2 separate regions of the Anas platyrhynchos genome follow, and region 2 is linked to region 1. The links are chromatin contacts, called in public Hi-C maps. All regions are on one chromosome and are shown on one strand. The core of a region is the stretch at or near the end of the contact, and the rest is flanking DNA. Distances in the headings are between cores, read along the strand shown. Region 1 has its middle 11 kb from the start of FHL1. Region 2 overlaps MAP7D3 (MAP7 domain containing 3).

Region 1 (3,235 bases), core at 375-2,874:
ACCTTGAAAAATGGACAGCAATGCAAATAGTGACCTTAGACCACTCAACCAGACATACCTTAGATAAATAGCTTTAGGTTTATTCCACATCTAAAAAATATGGTGGAGTATCTGGAGAAGGGAATAAGATTCTGTTAATTCTGTCATCGAGAAAGAGAGGCATATCCAATTCTTTCTTATTACAGATCTCAAAAGCTTCAGAGGCCAGGAGAATTCACACAACACATCTTGAAGCACCAGTGATTAATATTAACTGCCTGGGAAAAGGGAGAAGTCAGCAACACTGCATCTGTTGTTCCCCTTCCTCTTGTACCTCTGGGAGATTTAGGAGCAAGCTGCATCACAGAAGAGCAGATTCAGCCATCCATCACAGTGTGCAGAGGAGGTACTTCAAGGTGCTGAATGAGGATACAGCGGGGAGGTGGGAGACAGACACCCTGGCAGAGAGGTGGCAATAGCTTCTTCTGCTGCATTTGGAGTATGAGCAGGTCAGGAGCTTGTCACGGACCATGGACACCAGGCCATGGAGGGAGGAGGAGGAGAGGAGGTGTCCTTGGCAGAAAGATCTGGCTGAATTCAGGGTACAGAAGTTCCTCATGGACAAAAAGTGCTCAGGAGTAGCTGCCGGGTACCTGCAGCTCTCGGCCATAGTTTAGCTTGTGCCTGCAGGAGAAGGAAGGGTAAGGGAAATGTTCCTGCTGCTGTCTCAGCCTGAGCACATTTGCAGTACAAAATGCTCTGCTGCCCCGTGGGTTGGTATTTTCCTATTCACAAAGCATCCTTTGCACCACGGTGCCTTGCCAGCTCAGCACAGCCCGTGTGGGTAGGCTGGAATAACTAACCTTGCTGCTGCTGGGAGGAGAGCTGACACGCTGCATACAGCTGATGACTTTAATTTATACACTTTTTATCTTTGTCTGCATTCCTGGGAGCTTATGCATACGGGAAGGGGAGTGATGCTCACACGTGTCCTTAGAAGCAGCTGTGACCACACTATTCTGCGAAACACGCCGGGTTAGGAGATTGCAGCCATATAAGGACTCCTGGGGCCAGAGCATCGCTGGCACCCCTCGCAGGAGGACAGATGGTGGAATTTCCTACAAAAGGCCAATTAAGAAAGATCAAATCCTTTTGTATACATATACGTCTAAATATTTGACAACAAGTTCGAAGCTCTGCTACCTTGGAGCCCTGAACCCTACAGAGTCTCCTGCAGCCCTTGTAGCCCCTCACGCTGCCTCTGAGTGCCCATCATGGACTGTAATGGCTGGATTAAGCAAAAGCACCAAGATGGCCTGCGTAAGGGCTGCATGACCCCACAGTGACATGCTCCAGAACCCCTGGTTCCCAAATCCGTTCTGAGAGCAGACCTTTGCACACCCCTGGTGCTGTCCTGCAACCCTGAGGAGTGGCAGACTCGACCTCTGCTTTCCCCAGCTTTGGGCTCTCCAGCCTCCCCACGACATCTCACTCCGCAGCAGCCAACCCACCAGGGCTTTGCCTCGCTTGTTTGGGGGCTGCTCCAGGCATTAAGTGCCTGATTGCTCCCAGCGAGCAGGGGAACACAGGGTGCTCTGCCGGGCAGCACCAGGAGATGTTGCTACACGGGACACGGAGTACACAAACACTGCGCTGCCTCTGGGCTCTCTCAGTGCCTGGCAGGTTTCGCTGTGACTGTCAGCAAGGACACCAGCTCTTCATCAACTCCTCATCTTCCAGTTGTTCTCCAGTCACAGACACAGGTGGCCCAAGGATGTTTGCGGCTTAGTACTGGAAGGCTACGGCTGGGTCTGTGAGTGAACGTGTTCCTAGCTATCTATACAGGATTTCCTCCAGCACACAGCCCTTGGCTGGTGGCACACGCTGCGCTGGGGCTGTACAAAAAAAAAAAAAAACAAAAAACACACAAAAAAAAACAAGCAGCTGGCATTAAAGGGTCAAGCAAGGTGGAATCTCTGAGTACCAGGCCACCTCCAGCCTCCCAGGTGCCAATGTCCAGCCACAGATACCCAGCTGAGAGCCCTCTCCAGGCTGCCCAACCAGGCTGCGAGGCCATTGCTAAGCCAAGCACGTCCTTTGTGAATGCCAGCTCACAGCTGGCTTCAGTGAGAGGTCTCAGGGTGGAAGAGCCGGTGGTATTGCCACGGGGCATTTCCTCCTTTCTGCAAGAAAGGACTGGAGCTGGGTGGTGGTAAGGTGCAGGGAGCACAGCAGGGGATGGAGGGGCTCTGGAGCAGGGGTGAACTGCAGCCTCTGCACCTGCAGGGACACTGGTGGCAGACAATTAGTGGCCTTTCCAATATTGCCATCTAGAGGACCCAGCAAGGACAGGAGATCCTTGCAGGATATGATAAGGAAAATTCAACAGCTTGCATTTTTTTATTTTTTTATTTTTTAAATTTTGCCTCACATAAAGATTTTGTCAGCATGGCACGGATGGAGAGCCAAGTGCACAGCACCTGAGCATGAGAACACAGGATTGCTCTGAAAACAGCCAAACAGCCCTGTGGTTCTTCTGAGGCTGTAGGTACCTTTGGGAAGGAAGGCAGAGCCGATGTCCTTTTGGCTGGCCTTGGGACAGTGGTGGAAGAAAAGTTCTTGGTTTTCTCAGTGCCAACTCATTACAAAGGAACTACTTTAAACCAAAATGCCACGGACATTTTCACAGCAAGCGTAGCTGTTTAGCAACAGAGTTCCTCTGTTTTGCTAGCACAACAGAGCAGCTTTGCTCTCTTTTTTGTGGTGGGGGATGGCTCAACACAGGCTTGGTGCTGTATGCCCGTGAGCCAGCGCTGTACTGCCCACCTGGACCTGCAGGGTGGGGGACCCCAGTGTACAGGCACGGCTGTGTGGTGGCGTGGTCCTTCCCTCTGCTTGCCAAAATCAAACTCACAGCTATGTAAAGAAGGAAGGTAACAGACCTCTGCACTACTATGGATGGAAGACAAGGGTTTATGAGGTTTCAGAGGCTGCCCTCCCGCAGTGAAGCGGAGCTACAACATATTGTAATACCCCTAGAAAAGTGAAGGTTGCCCTTTTTGAAACAAAGCCCTCAAAAGCAGATTCCTGAAGTTTCCCAAATGACCTCAGTATTGAAAGATTGTAAAGCATTTGAACAACAAACCTCTTCTGCTGCTCCCACAGCACTCACAAAACCAATGTAGAGGCGAGATGGAGGGCGGAATCACCTCCAGAGGACAGCAGATCTGCTGCAATGATCCCAGCTGCAAAATCA
Region 2 (3,389 bases), core at 616-3,115, 57 kb before region 1:
TGAATATTTCCTTTAAAAAACATTCACAGTAAAGTTTGGATAGGCTTACCTTCACTAGTTTCCTTTGGTTGTTAAATCTCCAGGACTTTTTAAGGGCTTTTTAGTTATTCAGTGGTAAAGATAAAATTGTAAATAGTAAAGATTAAATTTCTAACTTGGGGCAGAAAAAAAAATGCTGTAAGAAGGATTTGACTCTGTTAGGTTGTGCTCTAAGTAGATTGCAGAAAGTCTCTGCTCAGGAGAGAGGTGTATTTGAAAGCTGGTAGGATTAAGTGTAAGATACAATAAAAATGTTAGTGATGTTTTCACTTCTTAGTTAAATCTTACTTTTGCTTTCTAAGCTCTCTTTCACTATTCAGTTTAATAGCAACTTCTCTGCTCCTGCTGCTCATCTGAACTTTCTGCATGTGAATGATGGAGGAAACTGGTTTCACTTCAGTCTCCTTTGTTCTGTGTATTCCCCACTAGGTTACAAATACCTTTTTTTTTTCTAGGGACTCTTTCTAAAGCAGAAGACTAGCAACTTTTCTAACTCTTTTTTCCCTTTAACAATTCTGAAACTTTCCTTTTAGCAGCTGTTGCCAACAGTGGAAAAAGCATTATTCTTTTTCAGAATCTTTCCTGTTTGAGAGATTGATGAGTGCTATCCATTTGTCTGTGCAAATGATGCCTGATGATAACCATTCACTTTGGCTTGAAAGTCTGTTTATATCAGAATAACCTTTCTTGCAATGTAGAGTGTATAGCTCTGAAGAGCTGCGTCAAAATTTTTCCTATTTTGACTGACTTCAGCATTCATCCCCGTTGTATGCATCTGTCTCCATGTATTAAATTGATTGCTATTAAGCAAGCCGAGGACAAGTGCAGCATAAGAGATTGCAGTGTTTAATCTTTCTATGCTATTAGTTTGGATTTCTCTCTCCATGACTTCGGTGTTTTTCTTCTAAAACTGCTATGATTTGCAACAATGCTCACAAACCTCCTTTGCTTTGTACTGCTTGTCTTTTTCATTATATGATTTCATGTTGGATCCTTTTTGATTTGTTCCCATCATTTAGCTCGCCGCTCCCAGGTCAGTCCTCTGGACAGTAGCGTTATCAGTCGCCTCCTCGCCCCTACACAGGCATCCTTAGCTAGGAGTAAAAGTGCTGCTACATTATCGGCTGATGGACAAGATCCCTCAGGTAACAGGAGGGCAGCAAAGTGAAAGTTTTTTGCAGTCGTTCTTCAAGCAAGAACTTAACATGATAGTTGCTAACTGCTGTGTTTCAGTCTGGATCAGACAGTTAATGTATGGTTATGTATAATATTACTTATCCAATATTTTCTTTGGTCAGTGACAACTGATTCATATGCTATGTTGTGTGTTTATTTAGTAAAACCAGAGAAAAACACTGGCTTTTAAAACTTAAACAGTGCCAGTTTACTTGGTTTGTGGAGAACCAAAATTCTGATACTTGTTTTGTTTTTTCCTTTTTTTTGTTTTTTAACTGACTTGGAGATCTGCATTTCGGTGTATACTGAAATGAATCTGAGAAATACTGGTCAGAGAGCAGTGCTAGGAAATTAACAAAAGGGAAGAATAAATATATATATCATTTCAAAGGAGGCTGAAAGAAGTAAGTTCAAGGCCTAAATTTCTTTAGGGGGAGAAACTCTTGTACAAACATGGCAAAAGGGTTGTCTTAACCTAAGTGCAGGGAGCACTGAGCTGGCTGCACTCAGAACGACTAGGAGTAGTAAGTAGCATACCAGAAGGAGTACATAGTGGAGAAACCCTGTCTGGCCCAAGTAATTTTACACTGCTCCAGACTGAGCTGGTAAGCTCACACAGTGGCTCAGTGTAGTACTAGCAAAAGAATCTCTACATCACATTCTGTTGCAAGGAAGGCCTAGCTGCATTCCACATGTCTTATTACTGGTGTTAAGTATGCCCCGGTAAATATTTGTGTGGAACCAATGTGGAGTCCTTTCTCCTCTCTTACTTCATAACTTGCATTCCCAGTTTTGCTCGTTTCTTTAGTGTATTCTTCCATCTTTTTTTTTTTTTTAATCTTATGCCACTTAACTTGGTCCTTGTTAATGGTAACATTTCTGCACTGCTCCCCTTGTGTAATCAGATTTTTGGTTCACAGTCAGTGGTCATATTTTTGCACAGCTATCTATGTGCCATTTTTATTTTATCATGAGTATTTCAGATCATGTTATGTGGGGAAATACCATCTTTTTCACCATTACTGACAGCATGTGACTTATTCACTATTGCTGAATTAAAGATAACTTTTACATTCTTATCATTTTACTTAGAAGTACTTTCTTCTTTTTGGTAAATACCTACCTGTGCTTTAGCACAAACTAAGCACAAACAGAATACAGTTCTCCTTCCACAAACGCTGCAAATATAAAAATAAAATGTATTTTCCATAAAGTTACAAAATTAAGTGCTGGCATCTGTCACAATTTATTCATACTCTAGAAAAATCGCTTGTCTCATTTCAGAAGTAGATTTTTACATATATGTATGCTTGTCCATCTATGATTATTTTAGTTAAAGTAGTAATTAGAAGATATAGTTTCTTTCAATATTGTATTATTTGTGAAGAGATTGACACCTAAGGTAGAAAAGCTATTTTAGTTGAGCAGTTGATTCCTCTCTCTTATATGTTTATTTTACACTACTTAACTTCGATTTGTCAACGTGGATAAAGGGTGCACATAAATAGTAATAAAGGGGTTAGAGAGGCAAAGTAGAATAAAACACTGTTGCATAAATGCTTATTTCACAAGAAATGTCTGTGAAGTAATGCTCAGATTCCTAAAGTAATTCTGCTTTGCAAGTACGTTGTGAACAGAAGGAAATTTTCCTCCATGAGTATGGGGGGAATGTACTTAAAATTTGAATGAAGAATCTGTAAAGAATCATGCTAAGCCATTAAAACTGTTCTGAAGTATTTGTGATGAGATGCATCTTGACTGAAATACTGGTGTATTGCAAAATCAGGCAATGTTTGGAAAAGCATTTTATTTTTATCTACTTCAGACTCTGCTTTCAGAATGGTTTTATTCTTAGTGCTGTTGCTTCCAAAGTACTAATCGTGTGGTGGTGGTGTCTGTGTCCATGACCCATTGCAATGTGCACTTCCTGTGATGTTTCTCTGTATGGTTTCTAACACACACAATCTTTCTTTCTCTCTTTTTCCCTCTTTTCTCCTATTCCTATGCTGTGCACTTGGTTCTTGTTTTGTCTTGTCAAATTCCTAACTTTTATAGAATCTCACCTCTGTCCTCGTTCAGCTTCAGCCAGTTCCATCAGTTCCCCAGTCCCAACTCCTAAAGTGCCCGTGCGCAGTCGTAGCATCGACAGATTGAAGCCCTCTGTACCTTCATCT

What was found. Hi-C and Micro-C count contacts between places; a contact is called where the count stands out from the background.
Region 2: a contact with region 1 is called in a Hi-C map of skeletal muscle, with 2.4 times the contacts expected there. The contact joins two enhancer-like sites. A contact is called at or near these places in 4 of 8 Hi-C or Micro-C datasets (liver, skeletal muscle and subcutaneous adipose tissue).

What each region holds. Positions count from the first base shown.
Region 1 is chr10:17,025,555-17,028,789 of IASCAAS_PekinDuck_T2T, reverse strand. No RefSeq gene overlaps it. Among named protein-coding and RNA genes, the nearest start is that of FHL1, 11 kb to the left of the region's middle. Within about 2 kb of position 1,624, at least 3 of the 8 cell types and tissues checked have an H3K27ac peak or open chromatin away from gene starts, as enhancers often do.
Region 2 is chr10:17,082,242-17,085,630 of IASCAAS_PekinDuck_T2T, reverse strand. MAP7D3 (MAP7 domain containing 3) reads left to right here. Exons shown (of 21, transcript XM_038184002.2): 10 at 1,059-1,184; 11 at 3,271-3,389. Among named protein-coding and RNA genes, the nearest start is that of MAP7D3, 29 kb to the left of the region's middle. Within about 2 kb of position 1,865, at least 2 of the 8 cell types and tissues checked have an H3K27ac peak or open chromatin away from gene starts, as enhancers often do.